2 separate regions of the Mus musculus genome follow, and region 2 is linked to region 1. The links are chromatin contacts, called in public HiChIP or PLAC-seq maps. All regions are on one chromosome and are shown on one strand. Each heading gives the region's core, a stretch centred on a gene start, on an enhancer-like site or on the middle of the called end of the contact. The rest is flanking DNA. Distances are from core to core; before and after follow the strand shown. Region 1 overlaps Sdr42e1 (short chain dehydrogenase/reductase family 42E, member 1). Region 2 has its middle 27 kb from the start of Gm25200.

Region 1 (2,541 bases), core at 19-2,518:
GAGGAAGGTAGGGGGCGGGTGTTGGGGAGTCTGTCTGCTGAGAATGAAATGACTACTGTCCCCGTGACCTAACGGTAACTGTGATGCACTACTAGACTCATACGCTGAGGCCTATCACCATCCTGCCATGGGAAGGGGAGAAGCTCGATACCTACTCCTCCCTGAAAAGCTGAGGTGACTGGTGGTTTCTGGGGAGCGGGAGACACTTTCTCTAGTGGTTTCGTAACTTCTGAATTGCCCCATGCCCCTGTAAGCAAGCTTAGTGAAACTCTCTGGGACACACACACACATACACACAGTTTAGACAGGAATCTAGTTGGGAAGAGACTGGGAATGGGACAAAAGAGGGTGTGGGGGTGAATCGGATCGAACTACGTTATATACATGTTCGAAATGTTATAATGAAACTGTTATATACTTAACCCATGCTAATAAATAAAAAGGAAAAATGACTTATTGGGTTAAATATTCACTACTTTCCTCTGTCTCAACTGACCCTGTTGGAACACAAGAAGACACAAAGGTAAGTTGGGAGTTTGGTTTCTATGTCCTTGAACCCTAGCCAAGTGCAGCAGAAAGACACCCTGAAGCCAGGAAAGGGTATAAGCTGGGTTAGGAACTCTACCTTGGAGGCCAAAGAAGAACCTGTGAGCATCTCCTACACTGCGTGTGCATAAAGCAGTGAGATTCAGACTGGTATGGAATAAGCCGCACTCAGGCTTGGGTCTTATCCCTCACAGAGCAATCTCAGGGGAAAGTGGTGTTACAGGGTTAGCTAGCTGTGCATAGCAGAGGTCTTAGGAGCCTCTAAAAGCCTCTGCCCTTGGCGGGACAAGGGCGTTTGTGTTGAAGCAGAGAGATAGATAGCCTACTGCCTAGGACCCTTCTAAAGATTAAATTAGATGTTTACAGCACACACACACACACATGCACATACACACATGCACACACAGGCACATACACACACATACATGCATATACACATGCACACACAGGCACATAACATACATACACATATATACACACACACATACACACATGCATGCACGTCACCATTGTTACCAGTATTGTCACGGTATGTTTCTTCCGATGGGTCTCTTCCTGAGAGCATTCTCTTCAGAGGGCCAGTTGTTGTTGAAGTTTCTGGAATGTCTGTGAGTATTCCCCCAGGAGCCCTCCGCAGTGTGCGCTGTGTGAAATCACAGTGTAGTGCTGCTTGTTGGGGAAAGTGTGGCCTCTCAAAGCAGCTTCCAGTGAGGAACAGCAGCCACATTGTCTGGCCACCCAGTGAACTGCCGCGGAAGATGTTTATATTGCACGGTTGCCTAGGAACCAGAGGAGGGAGAAGAAAGTCTTTGCTGTGCCAAAGTCTCATCTGCAGGAAGGCAGTAGTGAAGCATGGTGGGGTGTTGCAGTGGACGGTACACAGTTATTCTGGGAGAATTTGAGCATCTAATAGCTGCATGGTCCCTGCTGAATGGAGGATGGATACTTTGAGGGATGTCCTAAACTTAATGCTACAAGGCACACATCATCTGTCTTTACCAAGTACCTTTAGAGAGCTTGGTTGTCTATGTCTGAGAAATGGAACCAACCACACTGGCCCTTTTTGTGAAGTAGTCGGTCTCACAGTGGCTTGTTGAGAACATAAAGGATGAAGTGTTGGGGTGCTCTTACCCGAGAATCTTCCCCATAAATACGAGGGCCACACTGCTCTTAGAGCAGTATGTTTGTAGCCTGTCTCTAGGCTCTCTGAGGAAGGTGGCTCAACTATCTTAGGCTTTCAGGCAAGGAGCACCACAAGATGTCCGTGTGAGAGGGTTACTGACACACGAGGCCGGTACCACTGTCGCTGAGCACCACCTCAGGGGCCCCCCTCAGAATGTGTTCTAAATAGCATCTCATTTAGAATTTTCAGGATGCCCCGTCACATGACAGAGGAAAAGGTCTCACATGTCATAGGAACATTTCTATATGACTGCTGAACATTGTCATGATGTAGCTTTTTGTGTCCTCTAAAACAGGTAATCCAGGAGGGTGAGGTGGGTCTTAAGTGTCACAAACTGTCACACACACACACACACACACACACACACCAGTAGCAGCAGAGATCAGTCTTATCCCATGTGGGAGAGGAGTGTCTTGGGAGTGTTGAGAACGGGCATGGAGTCTGGGCTCTGACCCCCCCCCCTCCCCCACCACATCACTGATGCTCCAGGGCCAGTAGCCTGTATCTGCAGGTTACTGAGGATGGCCTGCATCCGGCTTGCTCCAGACACCCCTTCACGTTTCATGTTCCTTCAGTAGACCTGACAGTGCTCATTACAAATGGAATTATTCTGAACCCTGTGTTTCCCGTTAGTCTTGTTGCCCGTCGTCCAGTCAGACAAAAGTGTCACCCACAGATCTCTTTGAGATGAATGTTCTACTGGAACAGCTGCCCAGACCACTAAGGGACCAAAGTTCCTGTAAACTCTGTCGTCTGGAAGGCCCCCACATGAGGTCTGAGGTCTTAAAAGATCTCACAACCATAGACTCAGT
Region 2 (2,541 bases), core at 15-2,514, 490 kb before region 1:
ACACACGTGTTGCATGTAGCTTTTCACTACTCCTCCTATGTTCTGGGAATGGGCCATGCTACTGGCCATTTCCAGCTTCCCCTGAATCCACAGATAAAACACACATACACACAGTTGTTCATTTTCAACTTGACTTTGGACACAATTGCTGGGCATTACTATCTCCTATCTAGAAAAAGTGTCCTTATCATTACTCTTAGATCTGCTCCTCCCACCTGCCCTAACGTTAGTTGGTCAGTTGAATCTAGTCCCTGCTAAACATCTCTGCCTACTGCCTCCCGCTCCTCCCAAGACCTTACATGGGTTGCCTGGTTTTACTCTCTCTAAAGTGTGGCGAACTTCTTCTTCCTTGCATCTTCATTTTCCTCCTGAGACCTGGAAGTCCTCCCTGTACCTTTTGTCCAGCAATTGGCCCATGGCTTTCTTTACTGACTGATCAAGAACTAATTGGGGAATAGGACCTTAGCATCAGAACTGCCCCTACACACATGAACCCATGCATACACACACACACAATCACATGCACCCATGTATAAACACATACAAGAATGCAAACCATACATATGTGTCACGTACACACACACACACAAATAAAAAACTGATTTGGAAAGACAAGGGAATAGATTTCCTCCTAGCACCTGCAAAGGGAATACAATCCTGCCCTCTATTTTAAAAACCCAACTCAATATAAGAGAGTAAGTGTATCGATTAAGCTACCAAGTCTGTGGTGACTCCTTATAGCACCCACATAAACTCATGCACACTGTATTCCTCAAACATACTTTGAAACTAGATCCAGCTCACACAGAGAATGAGGAAGACAAAGTTCTTTCTATGTGGCGCCATTGTGAGAGGTTGGACAGCTGGGCTTTAACACGGATTCTGTTTTGTTGAGGATCTTGTTGTTAAATATTCAGAAGGGAAAGAGACTTGGCCCCATTCAGAAAAGAATGCCAGGCATTTTGTATCTGCAGAAAGGCAGCCTGTAAAACAGGATGCCATGAAGTCTCTTTGCAAAATGTGAAGTGACAGACATATGGGCTGGATTATTATTATCAATATGAATTTTAAAAAAAAAGTAGGAGAGAGTCCCCAGAGTGTCACTCTGTAGGCTGTTCTGCCATCCCCCCATCTTCAGGAGCAGAAAGAGCAAGAAGGAGCTGGCAGACGAGGCAGAGAGGAGATGACCTAGCCTTTTTCAGAACTGAGGAAGGCTGGGACCATCTCAAAGCTGGTCACATCGGACGATGGAGCGTGAATCACAGAACAAATGTGCAATGGAAAAAACCTGCAAAATAAGCCTCAAGACGGAATGCTAATAGGCAGGCAAATAAGGGGAGATGAGCATTTGAATATTCATGAGTCTAATCAGGAGCTGTGGATGAATGCAGAAATGGTCCTGGTGGTGACAACGGCGTGCCCTACAAAGAGGAGACCCCTGCCTGGGAAGGTACAAAGAAATGTGAGCCAGACCTGGTCCACTGGCCAGGCCTCCTGGGACATCGGCTTGGGTCCTGTAATCTAGTTTCTTTCTTATCTCTCACTCATGCTGTGTCTCTTCTGCTCTTGCCATTGGAAGTTTCTGCTTCCACAGACAGAAAGGAGGCAATGGGAGAGAACACGAAAGCATTCAAGCATCCTCCATGGGCCAAGCTGAGCTGTCTGCCCTGTACAGCTCTGTCTCATCTCCATCTTTCTATGGGGATGATAATACCCCATTTTCCAGAACAAGAAACAGAGGCTCAGGGAAACCAACACCATTCCATGTCAGAAAGCTGGGAAATGGCAGAGCTTAAACCTAACGAGCTTCTCCTTAGACCATCACAGCCTACCCTTTCCTCCATCATATGGGCCTCCAAGTTTCTCTCTAGGCCAGCCCCAAGTCCTAAAGGAGCTCCAGAACTCCCTGCCCTGCTGACCCAGGAATACTCATGCTCTGAAGGCATCTCCAGATCAGTCAGTCTATAGACTAACCCCATGAGGTGGACACAGGCCCTTGACTCCCTTTAAGCTTCGCATATAGTATTTGGGAGAGAAGCTGCAGAAGTCTGGCAGTGGCATCCACAGCTACAGAAAGAGGAAAGTATCTTAGAAGAAGCTAGAGGGACCTCTTGGTGGTGGTGGTGTTAAGGAATACCAGCTGCTATAAGATGGCCCCTCAGAATCTGTGAGGATGCCCAGCAACCTCAGGCTACCCAGGTAGTGTTGGAAGTCCACTCCCTGCCCTATATCTTCTCCACTGCCTCACCTAATCTCCCTGGAGACTGAGCATGTTTTAAGGACATTTCCAGGTATGATTGACCCAAGCTCAGAAGGTGAGGCTCACTCAAACTCCTCCTGCATCCCATCATGCTCTGGGCATAAACTCGTTATTGGAGGGAGATAAAGTTCTCTGGGTATAGCACACAAGATCACTGAAATCTCAGTATGATAATAACCTTGACTTCTGAACTATGAAGCTACCTCCTATGTTGAAGGTCAGTTCTTTTTCCAGTAGAAATATTTCTTGCTTAAAAAACCTGAGTCTTGCTCCTCTCCTGT

Evidence for each region. HiChIP or PLAC-seq counts read pairs in DNA pulled down with a chosen protein or histone mark.
Region 2: an H3K4me3 HiChIP or PLAC-seq map of embryonic basal ganglia shows a contact between it and region 1, with 3 times the contacts expected there. The contact joins two enhancer-like sites.

Annotation. Positions count from the first base shown.
Region 1 is chr8:117,659,313-117,661,853 of GRCm38.p6, reverse strand. It overlaps Sdr42e1 (short chain dehydrogenase/reductase family 42E, member 1), which reads left to right. Exons shown (of 3, transcript NM_001357273.1): 3 at 1-455. Among named protein-coding and RNA genes, the nearest start is that of Sdr42e1, 13 kb to the left of the region's middle. Within about 2 kb of position 1,268, at least 74 of the 459 cell types and tissues checked have an H3K27ac peak or open chromatin away from gene starts, as enhancers often do. A contact at or near this core is called in embryonic basal ganglia, where this site is marked.
Region 2 is chr8:118,146,379-118,148,919 of GRCm38.p6, reverse strand. It overlaps a transcript of Cdh13 not described here. Among named protein-coding and RNA genes, the nearest start is that of Gm25200, 27 kb to the right of the region's middle. Within about 2 kb of position 1,264, at least 19 of the 459 cell types and tissues checked have an H3K27ac peak or open chromatin away from gene starts, as enhancers often do. A contact at or near this core is called in embryonic basal ganglia, where this site is marked.